Regions from separate parts of the Mus musculus genome. Here all the other regions are linked to region 1. Evidence: chromatin contacts called from public ChIA-PET and promoter capture Hi-C data. All regions are on one chromosome and are shown on one strand. Each heading gives the region's core, a stretch centred on a gene start, on an enhancer-like site or on the middle of the called end of the contact. The rest is flanking DNA. Distances are from core to core; before and after follow the strand shown. Region 1 holds the start of Hacd3 (3-hydroxyacyl-CoA dehydratase 3). Region 2 overlaps Igdcc3 (immunoglobulin superfamily, DCC subclass, member 3). Region 3 has its middle 18 kb from the start of Gm36365.

Evidence for each region. Promoter capture Hi-C pulls out the DNA fragments that hold promoters and counts their contacts. ChIA-PET counts read pairs in DNA pulled down with a chosen protein or histone mark.
Region 2: a contact with region 1 is called in a promoter capture Hi-C map of embryonic stem cells, with 5 times the contacts expected there. The contact joins the enhancer-like site here to the promoter of Hacd3 in region 1. A contact is called at or near these places in 8 of 39 promoter capture datasets (embryonic stem cells, neural stem cells, pre-B cells and 1 more), 1 of 15 datasets of contacts at CTCF or cohesin (embryonic stem cells), 12 of 484 Hi-C or Micro-C datasets (embryonic stem cells, epiblasts, extraembryonic endoderm stem cells and 3 more), 12 of 115 datasets of contacts at active chromatin or transcription factors (astrocytes, embryonic limb bud, embryonic stem cells and 4 more) and 2 of 9 other capture datasets (adipose tissue and embryonic stem cells).
Region 3: an RNA polymerase II ChIA-PET map of memory CD8 T cells shows a contact between it and region 1, with 176 read pairs. The contact joins the enhancer-like site here to the promoter of Hacd3 in region 1. A contact is called at or near these places in 2 of 39 promoter capture datasets (fetal liver and pre-B cells), 2 of 484 Hi-C or Micro-C datasets (CD4 T cells and liver), 7 of 115 datasets of contacts at active chromatin or transcription factors (the 230-238 cell line, the HPC-7 cell line, effector CD8 T cells and 3 more) and 1 of 9 other capture datasets (adipose tissue).

Annotation. Positions count from the first base shown.
Region 1 is chr9:65,019,823-65,024,349 of GRCm38.p6, reverse strand. It overlaps Hacd3 (3-hydroxyacyl-CoA dehydratase 3), which reads left to right and starts at 2,633. Exons shown (of 11, transcript NM_021345.2): 1 at 2,633-2,893. The coding sequence starts at 2,807.
Region 2 is chr9:65,175,372-65,180,045 of GRCm38.p6, reverse strand. It overlaps Igdcc3 (immunoglobulin superfamily, DCC subclass, member 3), which reads right to left. Exons shown (of 14, transcript NM_001357257.1): 3 at 2,507-2,651; 4 at 2,050-2,180; 5 at 1,533-1,670; 6 at 1-5. Among named protein-coding and RNA genes, the nearest start is that of Gm40527, 16 kb to the left of the region's middle. Within about 2 kb of position 1,580, at least 94 of the 459 cell types and tissues checked have an H3K27ac peak or open chromatin away from gene starts, as enhancers often do. A contact at or near this core is called in adipose tissue, astrocytes, embryonic stem cells and 5 more, where this site is marked.
Region 3 is chr9:64,787,638-64,791,962 of GRCm38.p6, reverse strand. No RefSeq gene overlaps it. Among named protein-coding and RNA genes, the nearest start is that of Gm36365, 18 kb to the right of the region's middle. Within about 2 kb of position 2,497, at least 140 of the 459 cell types and tissues checked have an H3K27ac peak or open chromatin away from gene starts, as enhancers often do. A contact at or near this core is called in the 230-238 cell line, the HPC-7 cell line, adipose tissue and 6 more, where this site is marked.

The DNA.
Region 1 (4,527 bases), core at 1,384-3,883:
CTCCCAAGTGCTGGGATTAAAGGTGTGTGCCACCACGCCCGGCTCTCTGTCATATTCTTAAAACAAAAAAACAAAAAAACCCAAAAACACCCAAAAAACAAACACCTGAGGAGGCCTGAGAGATGGCTTAGTTTTAAAGTGTGCTGTGTAAGTGTGGACACCTGAGTTCTGGTACCTGCAGAAGCCAGGTGCAATGGTGCCTATCTTTGAACCTGGTTCTGAGACAGTGGATCTAGGCAGGTCACTGGGGTATCTTCACCAGCCAGCACAGTCAAGTCAATGAGCTCCAGATTCAGTGAGAGATCCTGTTTCAAAAAGTGGCTGAGGAAGACACCTATATTAATCTCTAGCTTCCAAACACATGCATGAACACATTCACATATACCCACAGACACACATATAGCACCCCATGCACACAGCTATATGACTATGTACACGCATGCACACACACTAGCTTTAAGGATAAAAAGGAATATGGTGAAATGTCTTCTCCCACCCTAGTCCACTGGGCACTCAGTTTCCCCCTCTCCCCATACTGATTGTTCTCATGCATATACTTACAGCAATGTCTTAGGCCGTGCAAATGAATGCATGAATTTTACTCTGTGTTTTACGCCCACTCTTGATGCACTATTTACACACAAATATTTGCCAAGTGTCTGTGTTTGGCAATCACATCAACAGCTAAGAGAACTAGAGTTATCAGATGGGAAGGAGAAAATATGGGGAAAAGGCCACAGCCAACATGTAAGGCAGGTAATGGAAGGATGGTGTCAACTCAGGTGGGGACAACTGTGTGATTTCCTTTAAACTGTAACTGATGAGCTGATCTTTCTGGTAAAGGTTGGGAGCAGTTATTGACCTTTCTGGCATACTTAGGAGGTTATAGGTATACGATCTGATTGTTGCCCACTAGATGCCTGGGTTTATTCAGTCAGTGTTTCTCCCTTTGTGGCTTAGACAGACAAACTTGGTTTTGGTTATAGATAACTGGTTAGATGTTTTGTGCATAGGTGAGGATCCAAATTGCTGAATTCAGCAACTCCCTTCACCCTCTCTTTTTTGCTTCATACATGGCTTCGTGCATCCCAGGCCAGGTGACCTTGAGCGCTTGATCCTCTAGCCTCCATCTTCCAAGTGCTAGGATTACATACGTGGACCATTGGTATACGTGGCCTGGTGGTTCTGGGAATCCAACCCAAGGCTTTGTGTGTGCTGGACAAGTGCTCTACCAAATAATCTACATCCCCATCTACAGCAGCTCCTCCTCTAAGTCCTTCAAGCATCAGAAGAGTCTGTAAAAAGGTGAACATCAGAGCCAAGCAGGATCTCTTGCCAACAGCAGAAACTAGGCGTACGTCCTGGCAATAGCCTTTATCAGTGTCAAGGACCAAATGAAAGCTTTCTGCAGGAGTAATGACTGATCTCTGAGAAGGGAGACATGGCCCTGAGCCAAACAGGGCTAGGAGGGGGGGGGGCAGTCTCTAGAGAGGACAGTGTGGTTTCTTTTTCATTTGACTGACATCATCATAAAAGCCTTATTCCCATCCCCCTGCCCCTGGCCTTGCCTTCTAGTCTCCCTCACCCTGCCCCACCACCGTGTACTTTTTAGCCTGGATGATAAACTCTACTTTATTTCCCTTTCCTTTGTTTGTTCAGGTTGGCCTTGAACTCAGTACGTAACTAAGGATGACTTTGCACTTCTGAACATCTCAAGTGCTGAGATTACAGGTGTTCACCACTAGTCCTGATTTATGTGCTATTGGGGATCAAACCCACTACCGACTAGGCTATAGTCCTCTAGTCCTCTAGTCCTCTTACTAATCTCTGTCTCTCTGTCTCTGTCTCCTTATTGATTTCCCTGGAAATGGGCCCATAATAGCTGTGCTCCTTTACAGAAAAACTTAGAAACAGATGATGACACTACAAGGAGCTGAGGTTATAGTAGAGTGCCTGTCTGCAGCATCCAGGTCCTCAAATGCTCAGGACGGGGCTAGGGATGCCAAGGAACTGATTTGTTTGTTTGCTTATTAGTTCATGTAGATAGCTATAACGAATGGGCTGTTCTGTTTGTTGGGCAGTGAATGGAAACCATCTCTCTTAAAACAGGAAGCCTGAGGCCAGGGGAGGTGTTGCACACCTTTAAATCACAAGGGAGGCAAAAGCAGACGACAGGTCCCTGGATCTGGTCTACCAAGTGAATTTCAGGTCACCTAGAGCTACATAGTAAGACAGACAGAAAGAAGAAAGAAAGGAAGGAAGGAAGAAAAAAAAAAAGCAACACCAATGTATGTCTTGAATGGCTCATCTGTCTTTCTGTGTGTGGCCTTGAAGCCCAGGGAGGAAGTGGGTTCTCACTAAACGCTGCGATCATACAAAAAAACTTGGAAGGGATCCTTGCACACAAGCCTCTTCATACGCCGCCAATCCGCCCTTTCTTTGTAGATTAGAGCCTCTCACTTTCATGTTCTTGTGCAAGGACCTCTCTGAAGCGCCACAGGAGGTAAGCGAGGAGCTCAAAAGCCTCTGATCCGAAGGCCACTGAGCCGCTGATCACGTGGCGCAGCCGCTAGCCTCTCCCACGTCCCGCCCCGTCCTCTCCCTCGCTGGGTTCGCCCCGCCCTCCCGCCCCGGTCCTCACTGCGCAAGCGCGAGCCGCGAGCGTGGGTTATCTCGAGACAGCCGGGCTGCGGGCTGCGGAGCGTGCGGGTCTGAGGCCTGCGTTCTGCTAGCTCCAGCGGCTCACAGGCCGAGGTAACGAGGCGCAGCAAGCCGAGCCTCCCCGCTCCCCCGGACAGCGTGGGCCATGGAGACTCAAGTGCTGACGCCGCATGTCTACTGGGCTCAGCGACACCGCGAGCTGTATCTGCGCGTGGAGCTGAGTGACGTGCAGGTAAAGGCCGGGCTGCGGGCTGCGCGCAGGATCGGGGGCCCCCCGGTCCCCGTCGGCCGCCCTGTGCGTTTGCGCTCCTGCAGTGCGCCAGCAGGAACCGCGAGTGGAGCGCCCCGGTCTCCCTTAGGGGCTGCAGGTGCCGTCCGGCGTTCTGCGCTTGGCCCCGGTATCCCCTTTGTTCCTGGTAGGCGCCCTGGGGAGCCTCAGCAGAGTCCTGGAAGCCGGCGGCTGGCCTTCGGGTTGCCTAAGGCCCTCTGAATTGTGGGATGAGCTCCGTGGGTCTAAAGTGCGGCTTGACAGTGGCCTGTTGTGCGGTAGCAGGACGTCAGCGCTGGCCTCTGAGGTTTAGTCCGGGCGGCCCATTGACCTTCTCAAGGCCCGTCGCTGGGCTGGGCGGGGGGCAACCCCCCAACCGTTCAGTGATAGAAATCTACACCACACCTCCGCTCACCAAGGAAATGATTTCCATCCTCTCTTTAAGGCTGCGAGCTCAGCCTTAGCAAGTTGCGTAAAGAAATTATCGTGTGACATTAAGTATTCATTTCACCACGTTTACCTATTAATGTGAGCAAATCAAATCCCTGGGAACTTCCCATGTCTCTAACCAGACCATCCAGTATTCTGTGTGAAGCGAGTGGTTTTGGTCTGGAATGTTCTTTCCCTAGTCTCCTTGACATCCATGGTATTGTAATCTTCATTCCTCTGAACTGTTTCTTGCTCGCAGTTAGATACCTGTCTGAATTCATCAATTCATCTGGTCTATTTTCTTGCAGGGTCTAGGTGCCCATGTCCACTTGAGTCTAATCTTTGCTTCTGGAATGTAAATAATTTCCCCTTGTGAACGATGAAGCTAATACTGGCCAGAATGTCTTTGAGTAAGCAGTAAATTTCATTTAAGGTGTAAGCAAACCCGAATAAATGCTACTCTAGAATAGGATGAATAATTCTCTGTGCTATTGTTCTCTACTCTGCTACAAGATTCTTTGCTAAAATAGAAAAAAAAGTTTTTGTTTTTAATTTTTATTTTTGTATTTTGGAGACAGTCATGCTATATAGTTATGGCTGGCCTGGAACTTACTATGTAGACCAAGGCTGGCCTGGAACTCACAGAGATCTGCCAGCCTCTGCCTCCTGAGTGCTGGGATTCCAAGTGTGCACCACCATGCCCAGAGATTCGAGTTTGAAACACGTTAACAGTGAACACTGTGAAGGTGGAGAAGAAAGGAGAACATTTCTTTTGGAGAGAAAAGTCCTTTTTAAGAAATTTTGGGAAGAACGAGTCCCTCACCCCTATGGAGGCTTTATCTTTCTGGGGCTTCACGTCTGCTAGTCTGAGGCGTTAGTTTTAAAAGAACATGTCAACACCATGTATACCACACCACAGATTTACAGAGATGAGTCAGACGAGCTCCACTTTCCCAGGCCCAGGCACCTTTTCCAGGGCATTCTGTCCAAAAGGAAGCATATCACATACAAACAAAAAAGGTTGTTCATGAACATGTCTGTTGGTAAAGCTGGGGTTTGGTGTATTCTTTGCCTCTCTTTTGTTGAGTTGGAAATGACTTCCAGAGATGAGAAGGCTTCTTGTCTGCCTTTTACTGGGAGAACTTACCAGAGAGCCCACCTGTAGCTAA
Region 2 (4,674 bases), core at 331-2,830, 160 kb before region 1:
GCCATCTGCAAAGGAAGTGGAGGGGGAATGAGCTGGGTCAGGAAGATAGGAAGGATAAGAATATTCCAGAATGCTCACCCCTCTACCAGTCTTTCAGAAAGCTCCGACCTATGGCTTTGACACCACCCCTCTCCAGATCTCCAAAAGTGTCTGGGAAATGTGGAGCCCTGGAGGCCAGCAGCAGGGGGCCAGCGTCCTGATTCAAACATGATGACTGCTAGCTGGTTTTGCTGTTGTTTGCTTTGGGTTTTAGACAGCATCTCACTGCATAGCCTGGGGTGAGATCCTTCTCCTAGATCCTAGACTCCTAGGTGCTGGGATTACAGACCTTCTAGCCCAGTTCTCAACCTATGGGTTGTGACCCTTTTGGGAGTCTAACAACCTTGTCACAGGAGTTGCCCAAGACCTCTAGAAAACATGGATATTTACACCATGGTTCCTAATAGTAGCAAAACTACAGTTATGAAGTAGCAACGAAATAATTTTATAATTGGGGGGTCACCACAACATGAGGAACAGCATTGAAGCGTCACAACATCAGGAAGGTTGAGAATCACTACCTTAAATTCCACAGAGGATCTGAATTTGATCAGCCGTTGTTAAATTCTGCGGCTTGATATCTGTTCTATCTAGGATGCTGAGACATGCCCAGGAATATAAAGGCTCTGGGAGGAAGGGCCTTGGTTAACTTTGTTCCCCACACGAATTAGACCCCTGAGCCATTTTTTCTCTCCTGCTAGGCCATAGCTTGGGAAACGAGGGAGCAGATGGCCCCTGAAGTGCCTAGTGGCTCCGGATGGTAGCCTGCTCTTTCCAGCCTCTCCCTGGGACCCAGGCCCTCCCCCCACCCCAGGGATCAGATTAGCACAGCCAGAACACAAGGAGACAGCTCCCCATTCAGGCCCTGAAGTGGTGAAATCTACTCCATTATCCCACACGGCCCCTCCTTCCCCCATCACTCAGCTGCTAGTGCGGCACAGTCTCCCTGTGAATGTGACCCCACCCCACCCCCTCTAGAGGCTCCTTCCCCCAGTGACCTTTCGGCTCAGACTAGTGGCCCATCTGCACCCTTTCACTGCTTTCTTCAGCTGCCTGGGGATTCCGGCTGGGCAGACTTGGGAGCAGGCAAGCGCGGCAGGAGGGGAGGGGGGACGGGCCAGGGCAGAGCCAGAGTGGGTTGCTTGCTGAGATTTTGAAGGCTGAGGATTGCATAGCGGGGGTGTGACCAGGCACAGAGGGTGGGGCGGGAGGCACTGGGTGCTGCCGAGAGTTCTAGGGGCTAGAGAGACAGGACAGCTTGTACTCGGTAACCCAGGGAACTAAGCCAGCCCCGCAGGGAGAGAGAGAATGTAGCAGCAGGCTGACCTCCAGAGAAACTCAACCCCTCCCCAGGCCACAGGGAGGGGATCGGATTGACCCTTGCTGAAAACAAATACAATGTAAAGCCCCCCAGAGCTGGGTGATGAGACCGTGAGACCAGCCCTCTCGGGGGGCAGGCTGGCCAGAGAGCAGGGACTATGGATAAGGCTCACCCAAGCGGCTCCAGGACACAATGGGGCGCGGGTTGCCCGTGGCGACACACTCCAGCACCGCAGTCTGGTGCACTGTCAGGGTGAGGTTCTCAGGCCCCACAAGAATGGTGGGCTCCTTGTAGGTCCCTGAGCCCGAGCCTGGGAGGAGAAACCCACATTTCCTTATTTCAGTTGGAAGCTTTTTCACTCCCTCACTCTCGCCAGCCCGCCCCATCATGACCCAGGGTACGCACCAACCCCCAACCAAGTCCTGAAAAACAAGGAGAGAGATGTTGGGGAACCTGCGGGTCCTGACAATCGTCCTTCCTCTCCCAGCCAGACCTCTAGACTTGGGAGAGCTCAGGGAAGACATGCTTCCCAGAAAGAGCGGACTGGCAACCAGTCTCAGGCGCCTTTGGCTTGTGGGCTTATGCTCAAAGGACCTCTGTATACACGTGGTCTCACTGGGGAACTAGGTGTGTCTGGGAGTAGACCAACTGGGGTGGCTGAGAGAACCTGGCAGGCCAAAGGAGCTCACCTGACACAGTGAGCCTGGCCCCGTGGCTGACCCGCACACTAGCAATGTTTGAGGCCACACAGTGGAAGATGCCGCTGTCCTCAGCCCGAAGTCCTGTTATCTGCAGGACTCCCTTGGGCAGTAGTGTGTACCTGTGAGGGGAGGGCATTGTTGACTATCAGCACAGCTGTTGCAACCTCAAGCCATGGGGATATAAATGGAGACATGGGCACTAACCCAACCTTATTGCTGTGATCACAGATGATTACTGAGACCCTCCCAGGAGAACATACCCTCCTAGTCTTGATAACAACACACACAATACTCTTACACAATCTCATGAGCCTAGAATCTGGGCCTAGTAAGCCACTCGGACCCATGATTCTGACTGCAGCTTACATAATAGCACTGTCCCAGCCTGTAGTCTATCCCAAGTCAGCTTCCCAGTTATCCCCTGTCCTTCCCACAAGAGGCTCACCTCTCATCGTCCGTGTCAATGGGAACTCTGTTCTTCTCCCATGTGATCAGGGGCTTGGGAAGCCCATGGATTTGGCACTGGAAGCGGGCCACACCACCCTCCTCACCCGTGACGGCCTGGGGGTGTACGTGGAAGTCGGACATAGCTGGGGAGACAGAAAAGGGGAGATGGATAAAGTGGAGGTGCAGATGGAGAGAACTGAGGGGTCACCCTCTGAGGAGCAGTGTCTTCTTGAGGCAGGACAGTAGCTTAGGGGACATAGCAGCTCTTCCTTCAGCCCTCCCCATCACGCGTGGGCACACTCCAACCCGAGGTGACATAATCATTAAGATACCTGGATAGAAGACACTGAGATAAGACGTGGTCACTACAAAGCTCCTAAGTGAGATAGATAGGACTTACCAAAAGGAGGCCAAAAACGCAACGAAAAAACCCATAATGTTTTAAATACATTTACAACATTGTATCAGACTGAATTCATGGCTTCCCTTGGCTGTAGGGCTGACAAGCCTGGCAGACCAACTCCAGGAAGAAGAAGCTCTAACAGGGTATGTGCAGGCTGTGGGAGGTCCCATAGGAGGGAAGGCTCTCTCAAACCTCACTCATGGAGGCCACCTAGACACAGGCAGGCACTGTTCCCACGTTGGCTGGTATATGTTTATCTGCTGTGACCTGAGCAGTATGAGTCCCATTCTACAGAAGTGGAAACCGAGGCCCAGAGAGCATGCTGGTTTATCCACCATTACCTAGTAGGGTCATCAATAGTAGTTCTGCCAGACTCTCCTTGGCAAGTGGCCTTTTACCCTTTCTTTCCTTCCTTGCCCGTACAGTTTCTGCAGTTTCCACAAGCGCCCCAAGAGGGTAGTGTATCCATGCAAGGTGACAGGCCCTCTCAGAAGACTATCAAACCTTCCAATCTACATTTCAATGTGTCATAAATATTCAAGGCCCCCCTCCCCACCTTGGGAGGGGGGAATCAGACTCACACTTAAACTCTGATCTGCAGAGGGGGCTATGGTGCCCCCTTGTACCCCCAGCTGGTTAAGTGTTCTTCCCACCCTGTTCCCACCCTGGCTCGGGCCCACACTGCAGACCTGGGGGGGTGGGGGAGAGCCCCTCCTGTGTGAGTTCCCAGCTTCAGCGTTGGGACTGAGATTTCATTAAAATCCACTTTGCTTCAAGTGCAGGAAGGCGGTACACCATCTGTCCAGGCTGCAGCCACTCCCCTCTGGCACTCCATCAATTGGGACAGTGGTTTTCTCCCTCCCAGAAGGAGTGCCCCCCCACCAGCAGCAGGCACCCCCGGAGCTTGTTGCTGGCTGTTTCTGCTCTGGGCTCCCTGGCATGCCTAGACAGCCCTCCTCATGGCCCCAGTGTTCCTTCCCTCTCAGGCTCCCTCAATCCGCAGTCCTGCTCTGGACTCCATGGCAGCTCAGCAGCTTGAAAGGATGAGGCTGAGCCTTTGTGCCTTCCCCTCAAGAGTCTCTGGGGGCTGGCTCCTTTGTGGCCATCCCCATCTCATTTGCATATGGTTCATTAAATATAAACATGCATAAAAAAATCCCCTTCCCAGCCTCCTCCTCTCTGATGGCCTCCCGGGACTATGGTAGATGGGTGTGCACAGCTCCCTGGACACGCATTCTGGGCTGTGTGTTTGCTGGGAAGCCTGGTGCTGTCTCCTGGATGTGGCCTGACCCCATCTGGACCACAGTAGGGGTTTGGATCAGGCCAGCTACCACGGCCGGTATGTGTTTCTGGTGCTGTGTAGGTGATCAATCACGAGTATCTCCCCATGGGTAAAGTTCCTGTGGACAGGACTGGGGGCCTGGCTTTGGGAGGGGAAGGCAAGTGGTCCAGCTGGGGTCCCCATTAGGCTTGATGAGAGACTCCCCTGGGAGCATTCAGAGGTCAGACTGCCCTGCCTCAGGCCAAAGGCTGTGCTTGGCCAGAGGCCTGAGGATCAACCTGGGGCTCAGGAGTGGTAGAGACTCTGGGACCCTGTCCAGATCAGCCTCCAGGAAGGTAGGGCTGGAGACAGATCTTGGGGGTGGGGAAGACAGCACCCAGGCTCCAGAGTCTGCTATCATATCCCCTCACTCAGACCCTGCCTAGGTAGGAGCTGAGATCTCCTCTTCACCCCAGCTGGAAAGGCAGGGTAGCTCCCTACA
Region 3 (4,325 bases), core at 1,248-3,747, 230 kb after region 1:
ATGCAGTCTGTCCCAGTTATTTTGAGAAATAGGAAAAACCAGTCTAGCTTTGTGGTCCAAATTATTTGGTTTGGGCCAGACTCTTTGGATCCAGTCCCTCACATTCTTTCATCCAGTCTCCTACATTCTTTCAATACCACTGCAAAGAAAAAAAAAAGTGTGGCAATGTATCCCAGCTTACCGATGATTTCCATCAAGGAAAAAAAATGAGAAGGGACTGAAGATGTGGCAGAGAGAGAGAGAGAGAGAGAGAGAGAGAGAGAAAGGAGGAGGAGGAGGAAGGGAAGGAGGGAGGAAAAAAGAAAAGGAAGAAAAGAAATAAATAAAGATACAAGTATTTATTGTGGTTTTCACAAGGGCAAGCAAGCAAGGTTCCTCCTTCCTCTGTGTTGAAGCAAACATACCCCTTCAAGTCCCAGGAGACAGGACTTGGGCTTTCATTTTGTTTCACACAGAAGGAAAATGTTACTTAGAACTTCATCTTCATGTTGAAGACCATCAGAGAAGAGGACCTAGAATTCAGCTTTTGTAAATATGTCTCAGCTTAGCCTAACATTTACAATTCAGATTATTCTCCAGGCACTGGCTTGGTTCCAAAACCCAGGCATCCCATGCAACTCTGAATTAGAAGTCTTAGAAGAGAGCAACAACAAAAAGCTCCAAACCAGCTTCTCTTAATTACACTGCACTTCATACAATAGCTCTTGCTAAAGTTAGCTCTGGGATGGCAAAATGGCTTGATGGAAAGGGAAAGAAAGATTCAGGGACTCATGCAAGTTCAGTCACCTCTGTTGATCTTCATCTGTTTGGCAGATATAAGGCACACAGAAGTATGGCACATTAAAATGGAGCTAAATGTGATGTATGCATATAAATGATGGCTTTTAAAAAAAATCTGCTGCTATATATTAGAAAATTGAAAACGTCCTTTTCGTTTGAGACATGGCCAGGGCTTTATGCTAGCTAGACAAGCACTTACTAGATGAGCTACCAGCCAGGCTGGAAGATCATGTTAGAGAAGTAACTATAAAGACAAGGAGAGTGAGTTGGGAAATCATGCAGCATGCACAGGCAGCGTCCGTGCAGTTTGACCCAAAAATAGAGCAAGTGATGAGGAAACTGGGTTCCAGAGTAGTTACAGATTACCCAAGTCCACAGCAGGAGAGAGTCCGAGAATAGGCACCGAGCTCCAGCCGGCCTCCTTAGTTCATGTTTTCCCCACACTACTCAAGGCAATATTCTTTTTTTTTTTCAAAGATTTATTTACTTATTATATGTAAGTACACTGTAGTTGTCTTCAGACACCCCAGAAGAGGGAGTCAGATCTCATTACGGATGTTTGTGAGCCACCATGTGGTTGCTGGGATTTGAACTCAGGACCTTTGGAAGAGCAGTCAGTGCCCTTACCCGCTGAGCCATCTCTCCTCAAGGCAATATTCTTATCACCACTATACTTTCTTTAAAATAATAGACTGTATATTGTCCATTAAGCAATTGCTTTAACAAACACTTCCTGGATACCTAATGCCTGAAAACATGATTGGACAGGTCTGCAGGCCTAATTTGATATGATTATAATTTTTTTTCAAGTTAGGAACAGGTATAATATAATATGGGGCTAAGAGTAACTCTCCTTCCCTTGCTTGAATTTCACTGAATTTGTTTCCATATAAAAGCTACAAATAACAGAATTAAACCACAAATAACAGGTGTCTGCACTGTTTTTTTACATGACAGAAACATCAAGTCTTAGCGGTCACTATATGTGTGGTTTGTCCACAAATGCTCTTAGATTTGAGCAAGGATGGCAGGATGACGGGAGATCTTAAACGTTCCCTCTTGATCTGATGTTTGGCCTTGTCGGGCATCGATGGGAGGGGAGGGCCTTGGTCCTGAAGGCTTGATGCCCTAGTGTAGGGAAATGCTAGGGTAGTGGGGCAGGAGGGAGTGGGTGGGGGGAATGTTGGGGGCGGGGGAGAGCACCCTCGAGGAGGCGGGGGCTGGGGTGGGATGGGGGACTTTCAGAGTGGAAACCCGGAAAGGGGCTAACGTTTGAAAAGTAGATAAATAAAATAACCAATAAAAAATAAAGAAATCAAACAAACAAACAAACAAACACACCTTTGGCCAGTGAGATAGCTCAGTGAGTAAAGATACTCACTGCCTAGCCTGAGAACCTGAGCTGCATCCTGAAACCCACATAAAGGAAGGAAATAACGGACTCCTGAAAAGCTATCCTCTGAGTGCCGTCCCTGTCTCCCCACCCCACATCCCACACACATACACGCTGTGAAACCCATCATAAACGCACAAAAATACATAAATGCAATGAAATTTTCTTAAAAAAAAAAAAACAACTTGGTAACACTTTAGCACAAGACTCACTTCCCTTTTGCTTATCAACCACCAAAAGACGTTTCCCCTTCGTGCTTGTTATGTTTTAACGTAACTATGGAAACGTAGCTCTTTCCATCCGACTGACGTGTTATTCTGTTTCCATGTAGTCATCTTCTGAGAAATATTTTAAACACTGTGGTCACTAGTCGGTCTTTGGGTTGCTTTGGTATAACCACGTGAACCTATTGGCATTTTAGCACGTTAATGTCTTTCATCAGGAGCTAGTTCAGTTTTGGTACCATGGGCTCTCTCTAATTCAATCACTTTTGTCCCATTTAAAGCTTTGGTAGCAGAAAGAAAAATGTAATTATCATTCAAACAGGATAGGACATCAGATTTATAATTTACATGTATTTATTTATAAACTTACATTTCTATATATTGTCATATATGTCAAGTTGAGTTTTGAGAGTTCTGTTCCTGGCATATGGCAGGCTGGAAATTCATACTGTACCTCCCACTAGCAACAATCAAGAAGATTAAATTTAAAAAAAAAATCCTAGGGACTCGGAGAGAATGTTCAGTGGTTAGCCAATTAGAAATTGCTTATTTTCGTGTGTGTGTGTGTGTGTGTGTGTGTGTGTGTGTGTGCACATCCACTTGTGTGAATTCTTGTGTAATGAGTGCATGGAGCAGCTTGAAGAGGGCAGGAGAAGGCATTGGGTCCCCTGGAACTGAACATTCAGGAATTGATGAGCAGGCTCATGGTTGCTGGGAATTCAGAATCCAAGTTCTCCACAAGAGCAGCCATTGCTCTTAACCTCTGAGCCATCTCTCCTGCCACATTAAAGAAAAATTCACACATTTATTTTATTTATGTATTTGTTTGTGTGGGTGGGTGGGCGGGCGAGCGCTTATACATCTTTGGATGTCTGCGGAAGCCAGAAGAAGACATTGAGTCCCCTGTAGCTGAAGCTATAAGCAGGTGTAAGCTTCCCGACACAGATGCAGGGCTCTAAACTCAAGCCCTCTGGAAAAGCAGCAAACTCTTAATTGTTGAGTCATCTCTCCAGCCCCCTTAATTCTTTTTTTAAATTAAATGTATTCCTTGATAATTTCATCATGTATATAATGCATACTGATTCTGCTCGCCCTCTATCCTCTCATGTGTGCGCCCCTTCCCACTCCATCAACCTGCTTTCCTCAGGCCCCTCCAGTTTGCATGCTATGGCATGCTCTCTCATGTAGCTATCTGTGCAACCTGGCTTCTTTGCTGGACTGGAAGTACAGGAACATAGAAGCCGCAAGGGTCTGTTTTATTTCTGTCATCTTCCATAATACCTGGCAAAACACGTGAACGCTTATTTGCGCTCGGCAAACGTCTGCTGAATCTGAAAATAGGGCATAGGAATGCTTTTCTTGCTCATGACAGAAGGCTTCTTGGATGATAGCTTGGGGCCATTTCCAGCTTTTATATGGATGATTGTAGAGCTCTGGTGAGGAATGCTGGATATAATAAGTGGGGGGAAACTACTCAGGCTATTTAGCCACTAACAGAGAGAGAGGGAAAAAAGAATACCTGGAGAGATCAGAGCCCATTTAGAAGCAGAGATGAGGAGAAAAACTGGTGGTGCGAGAGCAGAAGGAGCTGGCCAGGAGCACACATGTTATTTGAGTCTAGTGATGAGGAAAAAGTTCTTTTCTTAAACTGCTTTTATAAAAGACCACACATCCCATGTACAGCTGGTGTATTTTGAACCTGATTTTGAGAGACTCCCTGAGGACATGAATCAGAAGGTGAGCTGGCTTTTTAAAAGTACAGTTAACCACCCCCCAAGCACAACATTGAGTAGAAGAAGACAGATGAAGAATATTACATGCTGCCTGATGCTGCTAGAATGGAGTTCAAAACCAAGCAAAACTAATTTGTGGTTTTAGATGTCAAATGGAGTTAGCCTTGGAAGGTGCTGATCCACAACCAGGATAGA